Linked DNA regions of Sus scrofa: region 1 is linked to region 2. The links are chromatin contacts, called in public Hi-C maps. All regions are on one chromosome and are shown on one strand. The core of a region is the stretch at or near the end of the contact, and the rest is flanking DNA. Distances in the headings are between cores, read along the strand shown. Region 1 overlaps ACTN4 (alpha-actinin-4). Region 2 holds the start of ACTN4 (alpha-actinin-4).

The links. Hi-C and Micro-C count contacts between places; a contact is called where the count stands out from the background.
Region 1: a contact with region 2 is called in a Hi-C map of omental adipose tissue, with 1.6 times the contacts expected there. The contact joins the enhancer-like site here to the promoter of ACTN4 in region 2. A contact is called at or near these places in 8 of 47 Hi-C or Micro-C datasets (embryonic fibroblasts, fetal heart ventricle, heart right ventricle and 5 more) and 2 of 2 datasets of contacts at active chromatin or transcription factors (alveolar macrophages and skeletal muscle).

Annotation. Positions count from the first base shown.
Region 1 is chr6:47,562,100-47,566,156 of Sscrofa11.1, forward strand. ACTN4 (alpha-actinin-4) reads left to right here. Exons shown (of 21, transcript XM_003355883.4): 18 at 520-666; 19 at 1,430-1,510; 20 at 2,420-2,578; 21 at 2,661-3,900. The coding sequence ends at 2,819. CAPN12 (calpain-12) reads right to left here. Exons shown (of 20, transcript XM_021094346.1): 20 at 3,818-4,057. Among named protein-coding and RNA genes, the nearest start is that of CAPN12, 15 kb to the right of the region's middle. Within about 2 kb of position 1,817, at least 7 of the 83 cell types and tissues checked have an H3K27ac peak or open chromatin away from gene starts, as enhancers often do. A contact at or near this core is called in omental adipose tissue, where this site is marked.
Region 2 is chr6:47,491,754-47,495,733 of Sscrofa11.1, forward strand. ACTN4 (alpha-actinin-4) reads left to right here and starts at 2,081. Exons shown (of 21, transcript XM_003355883.4): 1 at 2,081-2,416. The coding sequence starts at 2,255.

The DNA.
Region 1 (4,057 bases), core at 567-3,066, 70 kb after region 2:
GCAGTTGCGGACACAGATCCAGTCAGCCTGTGCGGGGGGAGAGGGGGTGTCCTGCCTCCCAGCTCAGCACTGGGTCAAAGCGTCGTGGTTGCCATCATGTTGGTGGCTTGAAATGGTCCATAGCGATGGTACTTAGACCATGCAAATCCGAAGATACCAGCAAAAAAAGTGAGAGTGTCTTTCCCTCCAGAAAAATAGTTACACATCCCCCAGCATGCCTCTGCAAGGTCTCCGTGTGGATCCTGGCACAGGGGTCAAGACCCGGTCCTCTGCCGGGTCCACTGGGCTGTGCCCCACCGAGACCTGAACCCCAGTGTGGGCAGAGGCAGGAGGGCACCTGTGTCCCTGTGTGCACAGGAGCCGCAGCTGGGTGGGCCTTCGGGGAGTTAGGGCCGGCCCAACCGCAGGCCACACATCCTCCACGCAAGGAGCGCCCAGTTCCGAGCCCCCCTCGGCTAGAGAGACAGCGGTCCTCTGCCCAGCCAGCCGCCCGCACTCACGGGCCCCTCCCTCCCGCAGCACATCCGCGTGGGCTGGGAGCAGCTGCTCACCACCATCGCCCGCACCATCAACGAGGTCGAGAACCAGATCCTCACCCGCGACGCCAAGGGCATCAGCCAAGAGCAGATGCAGGAGTTCCGGGCGTCCTTCAATCACTTCGACAAGGTGAGCGGCGCCCACTGCCCCGGGCACCTTCCCTCCCCGCTGTCACCTCCCACCTCGCCCCTTCTGTCTTCGCATCTGTCCATCCATTCGTGTCACAGTTGCTAGGATCAGAGGCCACTCCCCCGGGGCTGGCAGGGCCCCAGCCCCTGAAGCGTGCAGAGGTGCGTGACCTTGAGCCACGGCATGGGCAGTTTCCCTCGGGGGGCGAGAGGGGAGCCCACGCCCTCCCGGCCGGACTTCCTCCCCACCTGCCAGAGTAGCCAGAACAGACCAGGACCCAGGAATCCATCGATGGCCACACCCACCCACAGAGTCTTTCAGAGTCAGACTTGGTCTGGCTGCCCCTTTAGAAGGGCCCTGAGCCCCAGTTTGGCCCAATTTCCAGCTGCCCTGCTGGGCCTGATGTGTCACCTGCTGCCTTCTGCACTGTTAGGCAAGGACCCAGCGTCCTGTGCAGGACAGGCAGCGAGGGGAGCTCCCCCGGCCCTCCCAGGAGTCCTGGAACTTGAGCCTCAACCCTGTACCTCTCAGCTCCCACCCCTGCTCTGGCCCAAAAGAGGTGGGGGGAGGCCTCCGACCACCCGCCAGGCCCCCGTGCCCTCGGCACCTGCCCCACCCTGGCTGTCGCCTTGTCCACATCACCTCTAACTCTGTGTCTCCCTCCCCCATGTGCCCCTCTCCCCCCGCCCTCTGCATGGGACCCCGGCCCCTCTCCCCACCTCCGTGCTGCCCCTTGCGCATACCTGCCTTCGGACGCCGGCAGGACCACGGCGGGGCGCTGGGGCCGGAGGAGTTCAAGGCCTGCCTCATCAGCCTGGGCTACGACGTGGAGAATGACCGGCAGGTACGCGCCCCCTGGGCCCCAGCGGACCGTGGCATTAACTGCTCTTCTCTTTCTCTCTCTCCTTCTCTCTGCCTCCCCTCCCTCTGGCCGTCCCCCCCACCTTTGCCATCGTGTGTGCCATTTCACCGGCTCTCCTGCCTCCCTCCTGCCCTGTGTCTCTCTGGACACCTTCCCCCTTCCTCGGTCCCTCGGGGCCGCCTCTGTCTCCCTCGCTCCCCACACTGTCCCGTTTCCCTGCTGTGCACACGGGGCGGCCCCTCTTGCCTACTCTGGGCCCGGCCTCCTCTGCTGTCCCTGCGTCCTCGAGCAGAAGCAGACAGGCAGCATGGACTCCGATGACTTCAGGGCTCTGCTTATCTCCACAGGATACAGCCTGGTATGCAGCCTCTGCCTCCCCCTCGCTGCCGTGCCTCTCCTCCCCCACCCCCGCCTGCAGAGTCTCCACGTCCTCGGGGACACCCCTCCGCCAGAGCAGCGCAGCCTCCCTCCTCCTCCGCTGCATCTGCTGGGCTGGGGTCCCTCCGATGACTCCCTGAGCCTCCCCCCTCCTTTTCTGGAAGTCTCCGGAGAGAGGAGTCAGGCCTCCGCGCTCTCCCCTTTTCTCTCTTTCTTTCTTTCTTCCCTGCCCTCCAGAGCTAACTTGTGAGCCCAGGGCCGAGGAGCAGTAGATCTGTTTGATCCACACCCCAACTCCCCGCTTCCCAAAAATGTGGGAGGGGAGAGGCGGAGGGTACCCACCCCAGGTCTGGGGCACGCGGGAGCCAAGCCCCTCGGAGGCAGGGTGACGACGCCTGCCACGTGCGCCGGGCTCAGGCCCTGCTCTCCGGCCCGGGTCTAGCTTCCACCGGCAGGGCCAGGCCGCCCTGCCCCCGCTCAAAAGCCACCTGTCCCCCACCCACCCCCTCGCAGGGCGATGCCGAGTTCAACCGCATCATGAGCGTGGTCGACCCCAACCACAGCGGCCTCGTGACCTTCCAAGCCTTCATCGACTTCATGTCGAGGGAGACCACAGACACCGACACAGCCGACCAGGTCATCGCCTCCTTCAAGGTCCTGGCAGGCGACAAGGTAAGGGGGACACCTCCTCGGAGGCAGTCGGGGCAGCGCCTGAGGGGCCAGGTGACCCAGAGCCCCACCCTGCCACCCCCAGAACTTCATCACGGCGGAGGAGCTGCGGAGAGAGCTGCCGCCCGACCAGGCCGAGTACTGCATCGCCCGCATGGCGCCGTACCAGGGCCCCGACGCTGTGCCCGGCGCCCTCGACTACAAGTCTTTCTCCACAGCCCTGTACGGCGAGAGCGACCTGTGAGGGCCCCCCCCCCCCAACGAGAACCCCTGACCGGATGGCCCTTGTCACAGCCTCCAGGAGGGGCTGTCTCTCTCCCAGCTCCTGACTCTGTATCTATGCAAAGCACTCTGGCAGTCCTTTCTGGGGGGCGGGGGGCAGGGAGGGGCTGGGGCGGGCTCTCTCCTCTCTGTCTGTGTGTCAGATGCCAGGGAAGCTTTCCCCTCCCCTGGACCAGCCTAAGGGACACGTCCAGGGTCAGGCTCCTGGTCTGGGAAATGTATATGATGTGTTGGGTTTTGGGTTTTTTTAAACTATTTGGAGGGGACGGTGGATCCCATAGCAAAACATGTTCCCTCCCAGCCCTAGGAATGCCCCTCACCCCTTCCTTTGCCCCCGAGGTCCCTTCAAGGCCTCCCACATCCAGGCCAAAGCCTGACGTGCCTTGTCCCGGAGCTGCCTGGGCCTGCAGTGGGCCCAGCAGAGGGCGCCACAGCCACCCCCAGGAAGGAGGACCTGCCTGCTCTTCTCCCCTCCCTTGCCGAGGCCCCAGGAGGGGGTGCAGCTCTGTCCCCTCTCTCTGCAACAGAGGAGCGGGGCTGGGCGCCCAGCCTCTCACTTTCCCTCCCCCCCCGTTCCCAGCCAGCCACCCCCCTGCTTTGTCTGGACCTGCATATCCGATTTTCTAAGCCCCTCACACATACACACACAAAATACACCAAAAAAAAACAAAAAAATTCACAAAAACTATAAAAAAAATTTAAAACTTTCAGAGAATTACTATTTACTTTATTAACTTACGGATTTATTATATAAATATATATTCACCTAGCAACATATCTCTGCCGCCTCTTGCTCCCGTAATGAAGACATAGCTGATTTGCCCCCTCCCCAGCTCCTGACTGATGTCTGCCATCGGGCGTGGGTCTCTGGGGACCCTCCGGAGGTGGAGGGTGGGCTGCTGGCCTAGCTGCCTGTTAGTGGATGGTTTTGCTCCCCGCCCCCTTTTTTTGAGTTTATTCTATTTTTTTTTTTTTTTTTCTTGGTTTCTGGATAAACCACCCTTCTGGGGACAGGATAATAAAACATGTAATATTTTTAAGGATTCCTCGAGTCTCCTCTTTTCTCCTCCTCTTTCTCCACTTAGGAGAGTGACAATAGAGCACCTGTACCCGGAGGGAGGTGGGGGCGTGGGGGAGCCATGATGCCCATTCCCACGAGTGTGTGAAAGTGAGCAAGCTATTGGGAACCCGCCAAGGGTA
Region 2 (3,980 bases), core at 831-3,330:
AGACACTGCTTCAGAGACTAGTGATACAGCAGTGACCAAAACAAAGATTCCCGTACATCTTGGGCCAACATCCTTGGGAAGGAGACAGATGAGCAGGATAAGTAAACCAGTCATGCACTGTATTGAATGTGCTATAGACAAAAATGAAGCGGGAAGGTGTGGGGTGCTATTTATAAAACGGTGGTCAGGTGAGGTCTCACTAAGGGGGTGATACTTCCACCGATGTGCAGGAGAGGAGGCTATGATCCTGAGGGTCTAGTGTCGGGGCGAAGCGCAGTGGTAACAAGGCCTCGAGGCTGGACCCTTCCAGGTGTGTTGGAGGAACAGCCGGGAGGCCAGCAGTGTGGCAGGAGCTGGGAGAGCGAGGGGGGAGAATGGGAGAAGAGTTGGGAGAGGAGCTGGGGACCAGGCTGGGCAGGACATGGACGAACTGGTGAATTTGGCCGAAGCCCCAGGAGTCCCCATTGCTTCCAAAGCTGGGCGGGGCTGAGTCAAAGCAAGGAATCCTGCAGCCTTTCCTCCTGTCTTTGACTTCGTGGCGCCAAGGGATGGTTCTGAGCAGGGGAGGGAGGAGCTTGATTTGACTCAGGCTCCTTCTGGTTTCTTTGGAGAAAGAGAGGTGGGGAAGGGGGCATGTGGAGGACTTGAGAAATGTTGAGGAGGCTGGGACACTGGTCCAGGTGAAGACAAGGTGAGGGTGGACAGAACCAGGGTGTGGCCATGTGGGATGGGAGAAGTGGGTGAATTTTGTATATACTTGGAAGATGGATCTGACAGAATTTCCTGAACGACTGGATGTAGGGTGTGAAAACAAAGAGGAGCCAAGGATGACTGCAAGCTTTGTTGCCTGCACAGCTGAAAGGCCGGAGGCACCATTGACCAAGATGGGGATGGCTATGGGGTGACGAGGTTTGGGAGGAAGATCAGGAGCCCAACTCTGGGTACTTACACTTGAGACACCTATTATGTGTGAGTGTCATTTGTATTTATTTACTGTCGTGTCCCCCATACACTTGAGAACTTGGCGCACTTACCATGCTCAGCACCTTATCACCAGCATCCAAGAAGAGTTCCTGGAATACAACAGAGGCTCAATAAATGCTTTTTGAATGAGTGAAGTAAACACGTCCAAAAAATCCTCCACTTTCCCAGTCAGCCAGTATCCATTCGGAGCTACCATGTCCATTTTGTGAATTCTTCAAGAGTTTGTTTAATTGTCCTCCTTGTTCATAAAGCCAACTCTGCCAGTTTCCGTTGTGGCTCAGCAGGGCGTAAATCCAAATCCGACTGGTATCCATGAGGATGCAGGTTCCATCCCTGGTTTCTCTCAGAGGGTTAAGGATCGTGGGTTGCTATGGCTGTTGCATAAGCTGGCAGGTGTAGCTCTGATTTGATTCCTAGCTCAGGAACTTATATATGCCACAGGTGTTGCCCTGAAAAGCAAAGGCAAAAAATAAAAAAATAAATGAAGTCAATCCTGACTACTTCATTTCCATTCTAGTTCTGTTTGATTTTTCTTCATAGCACATATCCCCTTGGAATATATACATACGCTATGTACTTTTTTTCCCCCCGCATCTGTGGCATGTGGAAATTCCTGGGCAAGGGATGGAAAATGAGCCACAGCTGGGGCCGATGCCACAGCTGGGGCAACGCTGGATTCTTAACACGCTGCACCACAGCAGCAACTCCAATACACTGTTTCCTAAAATTGTGTTTTTTTCCTTTCACTAGACGGTTGTTTCATGAGGGCAGACAGTTTTGTCTATCTTATTTAGTGTTGATGCGTAAAACATGGTCTGGCACATAGTAGGCGCTTAATATTTGTTGAATTTCTGGCGCCGAAAGGGAATACACTCCACGCCAGAGCCCAATGGCCAGACCCGCCGGCCGAATCCTTCGCTCTCTGGGCCCGCCCACACGTAGAGGCCGCGCGCGCGCGCGCGCGCGCGAGGAGGCGAAGCTCGTCCACGAGCCGAAGGGCGGCGGGGAAGTGGACTCTGCGCAGGCTCAGAGCTTCCCGAGGCGGGGTCTTAGGGCCTTTCTCGTTAGGAAGCGCGCGCGCGCGCGCGCGGGAGGGCGGCGGCGGCGGCGGCGGCGGAGGCGCGGTGCGCAAGCGCAGCGGGCAGTGCGCAGGCGCTAGCGCAGGGCGGGCTGAAGCAGCTGAAGCAGCGGCGGCGGCGGCGGCGGCGGAGGCTCGGGCAGAGGGGCGGGAGCAGAGGCGGGAGCGGACGGGCTCGGGAGAGGCGGCGGAATGGTGGACTACCACGCGGCGAACCAGTCGTACCAGTACGGCCCCAGCAGCGGGAGCAATGGCGCCGGCGGCGGCGGTAGCATGGGCGACTACATGGCCCAGGAGGACGACTGGGACCGGGACCTGCTGCTGGACCCGGCCTGGGAGAAGCAGCAACGCAAGGTGCGCGGCCCGCGGGCCGGACGGGCTGGAGGGGGGCTTCCGAGGGAGGCTGGGCGCCGGGAAGGGGTTGGGAGTCCTGAGATGGGAGTGGAGGGTCTGTGATGAGAACCGGGCGTCGTGAGAAGGAATCGGTGGATCTGAGAAGGTGTTTGGGGTCCTGAAAAGGAGTTGCAGAACTTGAGCAAGGAATTGGGAGTCTGAAAAAATCATTGGCGGCCGAGGAGAGAATATGGAAATCTAAAACATGGAATCAGGGAGTCTGTGAAGGAATTAGGCGGGTCGAGGTGGGGAATTGGAGGAAACCAGCGAGATGATTGGAGACTCTAAAATGGAATTGGGTCTGAGGCGGGATCGAAGGCTCGGGTTGGATTGGGGTTGCTGAGAGAGGAACGGGGGGTCTGGAATTTGGGGGTCGGGGCAGTCTGAGGAGGAGCTCGAGTGTGCAGGGGGTTGTTTGGCTCGCAGAGTCCTCTGAAGAGGATAGGATTGTGGGAGCCCCAGGCTGGGGAACTTCTAAAGGGGGTGAGGATTCTGGAAGTCTGAAGATGGGGTTGGGGGGTACTCAGGAGGGGATTGTGGAGTGGGAAGGGTGGTGGAAGGACAGGGGAGATAAAAGCAGAGGGGCTAAGGAAAGAAGTGACTGTGAAAAGACCCGGGGCTTAGGATGTGGGGATGGGGAGGGTGGCGAATGAGGTCTGGAACGGGGGTCCGAAGGGACCTGTGAATGAGAAGTCTTGCAGGGGGTGAGATTTACTGGGGGTGCCCCGTTTTAAGGGGAAGAGGAGAAGACTGGACAAGAGAAGGCATGAAAGGAATTGATGAGGCTAAAGGCCTCATCGATGAGAGGCCCAAGGGAGATAGGGAGAGTATTTGGAGCGTTTTGAGGAGGGGAGCCGAAGAATTGCTGGAACGTCCACAAAGGCTCCGCCAAGGGTTGGCGGCGCCTGAGGCCAAGCAAGGTAGCCTGGAAAAGGTGAGGATGGAGGGAGGGAAGGGGCAGAATGGCGGAGAGTGGGAGGGAGGTTGGCGGGGTAATGAAAGTCTCATTAGGAAGGGAGTGTGTGATGGATAGACTGAGAGAGGAATTTGGGGGTGGGGGCGTCTGGAGATGCCGTCCCGGGACCGGAGAGTGTGTGTGTGTCCTGAAGGGAGAATGCGTTGTCTGGGGAGGAAGAGGTGAGAGTAGCTGCAAGAATTGTCCCGTGGGGGTGGGGGGGTGGGGCAAAGAGGTCTTTCTAAAGCAGGGCCTGTTTTCAGGTGGCATGTTGGGGTGTGGAAGCAATTTAGGGGAGACCCACAGTGAGGAAAGGGAGATCAAAAGGAGTGGGAGGCCCAGAGAAGGTAGCTTGTGTGTGTGTGTGTGTGGGTAAAATCTCAGGTGGTTGAGAGCGGGGAGCCTGATAGAAGAGAGGGTTTGAGTGTGTGCAGGAAGAGCTAAAGAAAGGAGGGTGTTGAGTAGGTGGGTGTGTTGGGAGGGGGTGTTTAAAGTGTTGTGTGTGCAGAGGGTGGGAGGTACTTGCAGTTAGGTTCTGGAGATCGGAATTTTCCTTCCAGATTTGTTACC